Linked DNA regions of Rattus norvegicus: region 2 is linked to region 1. The links are chromatin contacts, called in public Hi-C maps. All regions are on one chromosome and are shown on one strand. Each heading gives the region's core, a stretch centred on a gene start, on an enhancer-like site or on the middle of the called end of the contact. The rest is flanking DNA. Distances are from core to core; before and after follow the strand shown. Region 1 holds the start of Rbmx2 (RNA binding motif protein, X-linked 2). Region 2 holds the start of Enox2 (ecto-NOX disulfide-thiol exchanger 2).

Evidence for each region. A called contact is a pair of places that touch in the nucleus more often than the background predicts.
Region 2: a Hi-C map of mammary epithelial cells shows a contact between it and region 1, with 4 times the contacts expected there. The contact joins the promoter of Enox2 here to the promoter of Rbmx2 in region 1. A contact is called at or near these places in 4 of 12 Hi-C or Micro-C datasets (frontal cortex, kidney, mammary epithelial cells and 1 more).

Annotation. Positions count from the first base shown.
Region 1 is chrX:132,763,141-132,769,610 of GRCr8, reverse strand. Rbmx2 (RNA binding motif protein, X-linked 2) reads right to left here and starts at 3,216. Exons shown (of 6, transcript NM_001113786.2): 1 at 3,205-3,216; 2 at 2,900-3,015; 3 at 827-878. The coding sequence starts at 3,209.
Region 2 is chrX:133,467,819-133,474,288 of GRCr8, reverse strand. Enox2 (ecto-NOX disulfide-thiol exchanger 2) reads left to right here and starts at 3,398. Exons shown (of 15, transcript NM_001427048.1): 1 at 3,398-3,532; 2 at 4,817-4,876.

The sequences.
Region 1 (6,470 bases), core at 1,967-4,466:
TGTCAAAATCCCCCAGAAAGTTAATAAAAAATATTAATATAATCCCAATAAAAACCCATTTAACCCACTACCTTAGTGTTAGGTGACTTTAATCAAGATCAGAACTGGGTGGTGTTGGTACATGCCTTTAACCCCAGCATTTAGGAGTCAGAAGCAAACAGATCTCTGAGTCAAGGCCAGCCTGGTATACAGAATTTTACAGGAGAACCAGGGCTACAGATAAATCCCATCTCCAAAAAAAAGGGTAAATAGGCATTCCTGTTAGGGTAGAAATGAGTAAAACCATTTCAGAGAACAATTCAGCAATGATAATAAAGCATACCAGACAAGGTCTATTTCTGTTTGGCCCAATACTATACAGGTAAGGCTCAGAGAGCCCTGTGATCATGGATGACCCATAGTTTTCAAGAACCCAAAGAGAAGGGGCAATACTGCATCTTCCTGAATGCCTGTCTGTTCCAATGTAAGCCCATGCAGAACGAAGCTCAGTAAAAATGACAGAAACGGACTAAAGTCCCTCAGACAGACTCTCAAATGATCCAAGCTTTGGGATCTCCCATGTGGTAATTCTCTGGAACCTTATCTAACCTGGGACTGAGCTAGACTCTAGCCTTCCCCATGCATGGATGTCATTCAGCCTAGAATTAAATGGTTTTCATGGCTTTTTGAGGCAGGGTCTCACTCCAAGTGATCTTCCTACCTCAGCCTCTTATAGAGGTGTACAACTCCACACCCAGCTTGAAATGCTTTGTTGCTGTTACAAAAATACTCTATGGAAGCAAACTGTTCTATGCACCCAGGAGATAGGTAACAACAGAGGACTTACTGTGAGAACACACAGATGATGTCTCCTTCTGTCAGTTCATAAGGAAGCCCTCCTAGAAGAAAACAAACACTTGGGTTCAACAAACATTAAGCAAGTGTTTACTGCATGCTAGGCACTGGAGGTACAGATTAAACAAGCCACAATCTCAAATATATCAGTCTAATCCAATGATAGAATGAGTGGGTATAGTGACAGTAGTCCGGAAGGAAAGTAATTAACTCTCAGATCTCTGTGAGTTCCAGGCAAGCCTGGTCTACACAGTGGTTTCATAGTAAAACTCTGCCTCAAAGAAAGAGAGAAAGAAAGGAAGAAAGAGGGAGAGGGAGGTACAGAGGGAGGGAGGGGGGAAGAGAGAGAGAGAGAAAAGGAGGGAAGGAGGGAAGGAGGGAGGGAAGAAGGAAGGGAGGGAGAGAGAGAAAAAAAGGAGAAAAGGAAGGGAAAGGAGGGAAAGAAAAGAAGAGAAGAGAAAGAGAAAAAAATAGTAACTCTGAGTGGAAAGGCTGGGGTCATCACTCACCAAATTAATTTTATCTTTGAATCCTCACATCCAAAAATCCTATAAAGCAGGTGATTTCCTGCACAAGACTCAATCTCATAAACAGCAAGTTTAAGTATACTATTATTACCCTCACTTATGTGCAAGCTAAGATTTATAAGGGATAATATTAAGCATTTCATAGGAAACAATTTCCCCTCCCTCCATGTTTTCCCTCAAGTGTAAAAATGGGATGGTATCATATTTGCCTCACAGGAGTGTTAGAGAAATAAAGTAAAATGAGGAATATAAAGTGCTTAACACAATACCTATTACAACAGCCTCTTTCCAAAGGTAAACTGCAGGATTTTGGTTGGGACATAAAGTGAATACAGGATAATAATATTGTCACCAGAGAGTTAAGAGTTCCCCTTTTACAAAGGCTAGTAATGTCTTATCTTGATAATATAATTCTAAAGCAGACTAAGGAGGAAGCTTGAGGTCCATTTTATTAGCATTTGAGAGAGAGCTGATAGGGAAGCAAGTTGTAAGCTTCAGCAGCTACTGGGATGAAGGAGCTGCAGAAGAAGCAGCCATGCCTTCTGAATTAGCGGTCAAGCAAGCAGCAATGCACAGAGATGGAGGTAGAGGAGTGGTTCAAGGGGATAGGAGAGCCTTTAGATTTGGAATGAGACAGTCCAAAGTGTTCCGGGCAAGCATGTTCAGGATTCCAGCCAGCATCCAGAGAATGGACAGAAAGGGAGGGCAGGGGATAAGTGAGAACTCAGAATAACAGGTAGACTTAACACAGAGACCAGTAACAACTGCACTGGGGATCATTTCCCTCCCATGTCCTTAGCGTGTCTTTAGATGACTGAGCTTTCCTGACAGGTGACTCCTGGCCAGAAAATTTAAAGCCTGTTGGATTGTCTTAAGGAAGGGGAACACAAGCATGTAACATTTAGGATTCCTGAAAATGTCCCGGTATCTACCCAGGGCCAGGGGTGTAATCCAGACTGTATTCTTTTCATCAGTAGTTTTCCCTTAATGAACAACAAAGCTCACATCCCTCCACATTTTCAGATAGCCTTTCAAATGTTAAGCAGGAGAAACCCTCAATGTCGTCCAAGCCAGTTAATGTCTGTTCTGGTACCTAACAATACAACAAAGAACTGGGAGAAGCAGCCACTTACAAGAGGAAAATAATTCTGAGAAACGGCAGATAATAGACATGCAATAAGGACTAAGAACACAGCCCTATAGTTTTGAGTGATGCAGCACCTTAAGCAAGCCCAGTAACCCCTGTGCGCCTCAGTTTCCTTGACATCACTATGGGTTGCCTGGGGAGTTAACTGTCTCTAAGCAACCAAGTGGCAAGATTTTTCATATAATGAATGGCAAATACCAATTTCTAAGCAGTATCATAGGGGCCAAGTGAAAAAGGAACCTGTGAGCAGACTAGCTGCAAGAGTGTGAGGTGACGAGCAGCGTGTTCAGAGGTGACGACCAGGGGCGCTAAACAACCAGGAGGAAGGGGGAGGAGGGGAGGGGAGGTACAGACTCTGAAAGGCACTGCTAGAGAAAAATGTAGACCTCACCAAGAAAGATCCAGGCGCTGTCTTTGTATTCCGAGTGCCAAGACACCTTTTCTGCCACCCCAAGTTGAACCTCTCGCTCATTCAGTTCGTTGATCAGCTTCACCTTAGTTAAAGGGCTGTGCGGGAGAAGGGAAAGACGTTTAAGTACATTTCCTCACAGCCCGCCTTCTACGTACCGGTCGTCTCCCGCCCCGAGGCCCTGAAGGCGAGGACCTGTCCCCGCCCTTATGGGCGGCCCTCCTCAATCCATTCTCCCTTCCTCAGAGAAACTCCCTCCCCTGTCCTCAGAGAAACTAAATCCTTACTTCATATTCGCATCTTCGCGCTCCGCTCTTAAGACATCAGCTTCCGGGTGAGGCTCCGAAGCGCGCGCGCAACCCGAACACTCAGCTCAGATTGGAGCCAACGGAAATGGAGGCGGGACTTCCGGCGCGCTAAGCCTCGGCACATGCGCAGTAACGCAAACGCGCTTTCTCACGCTTTTGCTCCAGGGGCGAAATAGTTCCCTAGTTATTCCCTGCTTCCCTTTTTGGTGTAGCTCGAAGGTGGGAACCTGGGCGTTACAGTGGATCCGTGTGCTTCTGCAGTCTGAATTAAATGCCCACAGATTTAAATAACGGATGTGGCCTTTTTCCAGAGGCAGGCAAAAATTAGCATTGTCAAATTAGTACCTAACAATTGAAGAGTTAGAGAATGTAAAGGTTCCAAATGATAGAAAATTTATGCATGTTGTCTCTGTTAGGTCTCAAACCCAGGCTAAGTCTCACACCAGTGGCTGCCCCTACCCTAAACCTCTGCCTCCAAGGGGCTCAGTTTCTGCCATTTTCATTTTTCATTCAATCTCTGTTTCTTTACATACAGGGTTTCTTTGTGTAGCCCTAGCTGTCTTGGACATCGCTCTGTAGACCAAGCTGGCCTCCCAACAACCCCATGAAATACAGTTACCACCCCTACTTTACAGAGGAAAAAAAAACTGAGCTTCAACAAATTAGCTTGAATGTCTAGGGAGGTGGTTCAGTGGTTAAGACCATTTGGTGATTTTTCCAGAGAACCTGTATTCAGATCCCAGCACCCAAAACAAGTGGCTCACAACTCCAACTTCAGAAGATCCATCCTCCTCCTCTGGTTTCTGTGGGCATTTGCACTCCCATGGCATGCACAGATATACATACACATGAGTAAAACTAATAAATCTTTTAAAATTTGCTTAACTTGAAATGTCTTGAGCTTGTACCAATCAGGTCAGGCTAATTTAATCATCCCTTATTGAGCATCTAAATTTGTTCTGTACAGTTGGTCTATAGAAGGAATCTGGAGGACTGGTTTTCTGCATGCATAGAACTAATGGTATAAGGGGAAATCTATATGTACTTGAATACTTCATATCATAATTATCATATAATTAATAATTATTCATATCACAATTATCCAGAAATCAGTATGTAAACAGAAAATAGGAGTTCCTTTTTGTGAGTGTTAGGGTCCAAGAGTAGCAGAAGAATGATACCCCCCAGACTCAAATAGTATACAAAAGCAAAGAGTGTTTATTCAGCAGAATTTCCTGCATGCAAGAGTCTCCCCATTTGGAAATGAAAGCCTAGGTGTGTGCTCTGTAGGGTCAATTTAAAGTCTGTCAGGGTAGGGTGGGTGACATTTACTTTTCTTTCCCTTGATTGGTTGGCTGGTGTGGGTGCTTTTGTGATTGGTTAGGGCTCTGTGGACTTTCCAGGGTGGCAAGGCATCATCTGATTGACTGCCTGCTGCTGTGGCTGGCTGAACACGGGTTCCTAGATCCAGGTTCTCATTTCTGAAAAACAGAAACTTGGGCCTAGTCGCCCAAACTGTCAGGTTGCAGCCTGACATAGAGTTAGCCTGGCTCTGGCTAACTCAGTGCTCTCAGAGAGCTCTTAGTTTCGTTAATTTTTAAATGGACTCAGAAAGAAGCTTAAAGACCATTTTGTAAAGTTTGAATGACTACAGAGCAAAGAAGCTACAAATCTTCCTGCCAACTGGTGGAAAGAAAGGGACTGGAAGCAATAAAGCTATGCCTTTTAATTTAGAGTCTACGGGACCACTTTCCAGAGGAGTTATTTCCTAAAAGGGCGATCAACAGGCCCTACTGAATTAGTGAACCTTTTTTATTTTAAAATTTATTATTTTAAAAAAGGTTACAAGTTTAACACTGAAGTTAATAAGACTAAAAGACTATACAACTCAATGAACTATTATACAGTTAGAGTTCATAGCAGAAGCTATGGAACTTCACATTGGATTTTATACTTTCATTATCAAATATATTTCCACTCATGTATCCATCATCAAAACCACAATAAAACAGGGACACCATTGGAACTAGAATTAGATTTATATCCTCTTTCACTCATGTCCATTACTAGCACTCAGTCCATCCTCATCACATAACATTTAGCATTCTTGTTCTCTTTTCTACATGTTATACACATACATTTGTTTGCAAATGTATGGTCAGGTTTTGTGTCAATTTGACCCAAGCTAGAGTCATCAGAGAGGGAGGAACCTCCGTTAAAGAAATATCTTCATGAGATCCAGCTGTAAGGGCATTTTCTTAATTAGTAACTTATGTGGGAGGGCTCAGCCCACTGTGGGTGGAGCCACCCCTGGGCTGGTAATACCTGGGTTCTATAAGAAAGTGGGCTGAGTAAGTCATGGGGAGTAAGCCAGTAAGCAGCTCCTTCCATGGCTTCTGCCCCAGCTCCTGCCTAAAGGTTCCTGCCCTGTTTGTGTTCCTGTCCTAACTTCCTTTCAATGATGGACTACAGTGTGAAAGAGGAAGTATAACTTTAATTTTTTTCAAACCTTATTTTTAAAGATGGTTATTAAATGCTTTAACCTCCCTTTTAGCCCACCACCCACCAGAGGTAGTAGGAAAGAAAGGATATGTGGGAAGTGGACCTGTTTGGAAATGGTTTCGTTAAAATATCCAATTAAAAAAAAGAAAGAAATGGGGTTGGGGATTTAGCTCAGTGGTAGAGCGCTTGCCTAGGAAGCGCAAGACCCTGGGTTCGGTCCCCAGCTCTGGAAAAAAAAGAACCAAAAAAAGAAAAAGAAAGAAATGGTTTTGTTTTATTTTGTCTTGTAGCAAGTACTCTCTGTGTTGCCTAGAAATCAGCAGTTCAGTTCACAGGTTAGCAGTGGCAGCTCGATCCACTCACAAACACTTTATGGATGCACCAGCAGCCTAGTTTGGTAGATTTGGTTAGCAACAACAGTGACATACCCTAGTAGAGACAGCCAGGCCTCAGCCTCAGTTCAAGTCAGCAGGAGGGACCAGGAGGAAAAGCCAGGAGAATTTCTCTGCTGTGCCTCTCTCAGGGAAGCAAAGATCAGCAAAGACTCGAGACCAACAAGCTTTGCACGCTAGCTCTACTAGCAAGCTAAGCTCAGCCTCCATCACTGTCAGTTGAGTCCTTTTTATACTCCAACCATCACATATCCTCCATGGGTCTTGCCTCAGCACATGTCTGTCTCAACTGACATCACTCAGCCAATCAGCCCAAGTCTGCACAAGCAGCAAGAAACTGCAGCACACCAC
Region 2 (6,470 bases), core at 2,149-4,648, 700 kb before region 1:
TGTATAATCCAGTCCATTCTGGATTACTGTCCACCTCAGTATGAATTTTTACACTGATCAAAGCTTCATATTGGTCCATTGGCTAAAACTATAACTCTGTTCATTAGTAACATTTGCTTGATGGCCCACTACCATGTATCCACAATGGCCTGTAACTATAGCTACAGACCAACTTACCCTGATACAAGTTTTAAGTTAAACATTCACATGTAAACCTGAATCTAACTGTAACCTGATGAGGTCTACACTGTCTCTGTAGAGAGTGCAAAAGTTTTCCTTTAACTACTCTCTGAATCCATACAGCATTATTTACCAATATTTCAGAAATGGGCCACCACTTCATAGATTTGCCTTACTATAGAATAGTGTGTCAAAAAGTATCCTAACAGTATGAATCAGCGTATAGGGTTTCTACATACGCTTTAATAAGCCATGCAGGAAATCTATACATATACATACTCAAGGTAAGTAGTATACGCATATATCCATATATACAATAAAACATACAAGTATGTATGTATATATATACACACACTACACACACACATATACACACATACACTCACCAACATATACATACACATATACCCGTTGTTCTTGTTCCTTTATAAAACCCTAATTAATATATTGTCTTGTTTGTATCCCTTTTATACCCCTCTTTTGTCTTACTGCTTTATCTAAGACTTCAAGCACTATATGAATGGAGAGGAGAAAAGTTGACATCCTTGTCTGTTACATAATTTTTGTGGAAATAATTTGAGCTTTTTCTCTGTTTAGCGTAGTGTTGACTGTGGTTGGTACACCAAGAATTTTATCATGAAGGGATGTTGGATTTTATCAGAAGCCTTTTCTGTATCTAATCAGAAAATTATGTGGTTACTACCTATGAGTCTACTTAGGTCATGGGTTACATTTACTGATTCACATATGTTAAAACATCTCTGTATCACTGGGATGAGGCCAGCTGGGTGGTAGAGGATGAACCTTTTGATGTGTTCTTGAATTTTATAAATTCATATTCCCCTAAAAAGAAAAATCTAAAATAATGAATAAACTTCTAGATTCATATGACTTACCAAACTTGAGCTAAGACGATGTAAGCAATATAAAGATACAAATGAGATATAAACAATGGATCACTGAGCACATACCTGATTGTACTCCTGTACAATATTTTGCTGGGCAGCTATCTAAGTATTTTACTGAGTATTTTCAACTATGTTCAACAGGGATATTGGTCTGGGTTTATTTATCCATTTTTAGTATAAGGGTAATACTGATTTTATAAAAAAAATTGAAAACATTCTTTCTTTCCTATTTTATGGAATGATGGTAGGAGTATGGATATTAGTTCTTCTTCAATGGACAGGAGTATTATATGCTGGGTCCATCTGGTCTTAGGAATTTTTTAGCTGGGAGAGTTATTACTCCTGCTTATATCTCATTGGTTGCTGTGTGTCTTTTTATATTACTTCATCTTAGCTCAAGTTTGGTAAGTCATGGGTATCTAGAAGTTTATCCACTTCTTTTAGATTTTTACTTTTAGTGTAATATGAACTTGTAATGATTCTCTGAATTTCTTCACTGTCTGCTGTAATGTCTTCCCTTTCATCTCTAATTTTGTTAATTTGGATCGTCTTTCTTCTCTCTTTTGATTAATTTACAATCCATCAAGTTTTGTTTGTTTGTTTTGAAACATGGTCTCACTATGTATCCTTGGCTGGCTTAGAACTCATTATGTAAACCGGTCAAACCTTGAATTCATAGAGCCTTGCCTGCCTCAACATCCTTAGCACCAGGAAAGATGGGCACCACCACACCTAGCTCTCAGTTTTCTCTTGCTTTGAATGTAGGCATTTAGTGCTATAACCCTTCCCCTTAGCCCAGGCTTCATTGTGTGCTATTTATTTTGATGTGCTGTGTTTTCATTTTCTATCAATTCTAAGAATTTTCTTCTTGAGCTTTTTGACCCAATTATCATCCACCAATGTGTTTTGTTTCTTTGTGTTTGTGTATTTCCTATAGTTTTTTTATTGCTGTTGATATCCAGCTTTATTCCACTGTGGTTCAAGAAAATCATTCTTTTCTTTGTTTTTTTTTTTCAGCCTTGATTTGTGTTCTAATAGGCTAATTTTGGAGAAATTTCCATGGACCGATGAGAAGAATATGCACTCTTTAGTGTCTGAATGTAATTTTCTGTAGATGTCTGTTTAGACTATTTGATTTTTGATGTTGTGTAAGCTCCAGAATGTCTCTGTTTAATTTTCATCCAGATGACCTGCCTACTGGTTGGAGTGGGGTATTGAAGTCACTCACTTTAGATGTGTTGGTATTAGTATGTGCTTTTAGATCTAATGTGTCTTTTATGAAGTTAGGTTTATCAGTGTTTATCCGTCCATTTATTTACTGGTCTCTTTTCACATAGTTTTACTTAAAAGTTGTTTTCTTAAAGATATATAAAGTTACTTTCTATTGCAGTTGCATTGTTTGTCTGTTATGAGCTATATCATTATACCAGAATATGGCACAGCCCCATTGATCTTCATTGCAAGAATACAGCTTCACTGCCTATTTATTTAATAGATAGGTTTCTTTTGGGATCTCCTACATCACATTTCTACATTTAAGTATGACAAGTTCTAAGGAAAAATCTGATTCCTAATTAGAAGTATCTAGTTTTCTAATGACTCTTATAAAGGGCAAAGGTACGTTTTTAATTAAAATTTTAATCTTAACAGAACAGAAATTGTGTGTGTGTGTGTGTGTGTGTGTGTGTGTGTGTGTGTGTGTGTGTGTGTGTTGATAGCACATGTGTTTAATTATGTATCTTAAGAGATTTAGGCAGTAGGATTCTTAACTTAATGGCAGTTCTGCGCTAGATAGCAACATTCTGCCTAGAAAAAAAAAATTAACCGTACTCAGACTTCAAGTGAAAATGTCAAATTATGTCAGTGTAAACGTGCTTTCTCAAAACATAAATATTTTTATAGTATTCAAGAGTCTAGAACATTAATCTGCCTCTGCAAGCTCTTTATCCTAAACTTGTTTGAGGAGCCTTGCACACTAAACTACAATACCCATAATACTCTCCGGTTTTTGAACTCGGGGAATTTTTCGGAAGCTTGGTGTGAGAGGAATTGTGGGTATCTAGAAGAAAGTATTCTGACTTCATCTCCCAGAATCCTCTAGCGTCCCTTGAGTAACTCAACCAGAGCAAATATTGGATAGTTCGGAGGAAGAAAAGTCTCCAGTGACTTCAAACTACATTTCCCATGAGGACACACTCTTAGGCCTCCGCATTTTCCTAACGCTGTAGCCAATGGGCGAGGCCTCAATAGTCACCCTGTAGATTAGAGTCCAGCTATTGGGCCCCATTGCCTGGCCTAGGCCATCTAATAGAATGTGCACAGTTGGGAAGACAGTTGTGGGGCACGCAGCACTCTGAGGGCACTCCGGGTCCAGGAACTTCCGAGCCGGCCCGATTTTCCGCGGCTGTTTAAGGAGTAGCGCTTCGGTAGCCGGGGAGCTGGAGGTCAGCGAGGCAGAAAGCCCGAGTGGCAGTGGCTGGGGACTGTGGGACCGAGAGGGTCTAGGGAGGAGGGTGCTTCCGGGGCCACCGTCTTTGGCGCCTAACTCCGCCCAGCCCTCTTCTTCAGGGGTGGGGGTGTTGTGACTGGGAGTTAGGGAGTGGGCACCAGTTGCCTGAGCATCCAGAGCACAAGCACGCCACCCTCCCAACTCTTTTGTTTTATTTCCGATCACCACTCGTCCCCCCACCCGACACCCCCCCCCCCAGCATGTGCTCCTTCACAGAATGAGAGAATCTCCAGTAAGTGGCATCTGGATTCTCTTTCATTCAGGAGTTGGGTGCTCTGTTTTTTCCTCTCTCTCTCTCTCTCCTCAATTTGTTGTTCAGGTCTGAGCACCTACCACTGCAAGTACACATACATAGAAACACACCCCAGCCCACCCCACCCTGCACCCCTGTTCCCTCTGGGTGAGTGGAAATTCCTTGCTGTACCTAGGGCTTGATTTTCTGTCACTTTCCATTTCTGCTTCCTGATAATGAAGTTCCTTTCCTTCCTTCCTTCCTCCCTCCCTCTCTCCTTTCTTTCCTTCTTTCTATTTTCTTTCTTTTAAATCGACTCATTTCTCTTTACTGTCCTTTTTCAACTAGTCATTGGAGTGGAAAAGGTGTTCTTCAATTTCCAGAAGGGATAGGAAACAGAAAAAAGGAATCTTACTTTTGAGAAATACATAAGTAAGGTTCAGGACAGTGTTCTGGTGGGAATAGAAGGCAAATTGGACCATTTAAACACCTGAAACATTTTAAGAGCTTCCAGCAAAGTCCAACACCAATATTGATAGACACGCAGTGGGCACACCATCTAAGAAACACAGTATAGAGTGGGAAACACAATGCATTAATTATTGTGTATTACAAATGTGTGCTGAAACTTCCTCTTCCCTTAGAACAAGAGTTCAGAAAAGTAGTCTGGTGTGCTTTGTTGATACCTTTAATTTGGGCTTCAGTTGAATAAAGGAGATTCAAAAGGAGCAACAGAGGAAGAAAATGCTTCCTGATGATGCAGGACTTGGAGATTAAGAAGTAGTGGGTAGAAAAGGGAGGAGTGTATGACAGAGGTGCCTGTGGTTATATAAGGGAGGACTATATTGGGAGATAATACTAGGATAATATTGGGAGATCATAGTAACATGACAGGTTGAAGAAGATACAAAGTTTGGATTTTATTCTGTATTGAATAAAATTAAAGACAAAAAAATTAAGACTGGGTGATTTTCCTTTTCATCCTAGGGGAACCTGATTTGAGATCAATTCTTGGAGAACACAAAGAAGTGTGGTGGTGTGTTCCAGGTGTGAGTTTAATTTAAATATAAGGAGAAACTTTTGTCTTGTAGATGTTTTGTTTGTGGCTAATCTTTGCCACAACGTGTATTCTTCAATTAGAAGGCAAAATCGCCACAAACATATTTTCTTGAGAAATGAGTTTGCTGTCCTCCTGTAGCAGATACCTGAATTGTAATCATCTGATTAGATGACAATAATGACTCCTACTTATTGAGCCCACATAATGTCCCAAGTATCATAAACACTTTGCTACATTGTCTGAGAGTCTCCTATGTACTATCATTTCCATTATTTCTCTAGAAGAAGAAACTAAAATGGATATTTTAAGCAAATATTTGAGGACAAATAGATTGGAGGTCATCGAGGTGGAGTTTTAGTGTACAGACTTCTGACTTGAAAACCCATGCTCTTTCCCGCATGGTTTCCTAGTTCTGATGTACATTTTTGTTCTTGATTTTCCAACTGTGGCAAGGAAAGGATTGCTTTAAGGTACAATTGTTTATCCTGGAAGAAACCCAAATGAGTCCTTTGGATTTTTGTATCAGAGTGTGTCTGCTATAAAGTAGTTGCCAATACCAAATTAGCTTAACTATTATAGCCATAGTTGATTATGTCTGCCAAAATTATATCCAATGTATCTTTTTCTTAATTAGATGATTCCATACAGAAACTATGTCCTACCTTTGAACCATTTGGATCTAGACATTTCTTTGGAATTTATTTCATTTCTGTTCTTTGAAAGGGACCCAGCTTACTAGATACCCTCTGGGACCTGAGCACACACAAAATGTAAGAAGATGCAATCAAATACACGACCTGAACGGTCACTGGGTTTAGGAGAGCTAGGTGATCCATACAGTGGAAAATTGTAGGATAACAGAAACAGGTACAAAGCTTTGTGTCATGGTAGAGGAAAGAGTGGCTAATCAGAGGAGAGGGTTTTGGAGATGTCTTTGGTAAGGAGGTGACATGACATCGAGGCCTTGAAAGGTAAAGAGTTTGCCAGGCAAAGAAGGGTAGACGGCAGTCCTTGGGAGATAAGGGAATCACTGTGTGAAAGACATGTGTCTATATAAGAGTAGAATAAGTTTTTTTCAATATGATCAGTTTGTCACAGCTTGGTACAGATGGTCTAGGATAAGGAAGGTTCAACCAAAGTATGCTACAGCACTTTGAGGGTGATTTTTTGAAGAATCAGCTGTAATGCTATGAAATATGAATGTGTTCCCCCAGGCCCATTGGCTCTCAAAATGGGGGGCATGGACCAGTGGTAGTCATTTTGTGCTTCCGCACACACTTCCAAGTTTCATTCGTTGCATATTTGAATGTTTCTGATAAAAAAAATCTGGATTAGTTCATCAAACCTAAGGTAACATAGGACTTGATTTAATAAAGTAGAAACTATATTAGTCTTGAGTTGATCTAAGGACAAATAGTAAGTAAGTAAGAGTATGAATATATTCTATATCACCAAGTTATAACCTCATATAATTAGATGTAAGAAATCTAGTAGGCAATAGAAAATAACTTGACATTTTTAGCAAAGGAGAATCACTAGCACACTTTCACTGGAGGGAGGCTTGATCAGTGTACGAGGAGA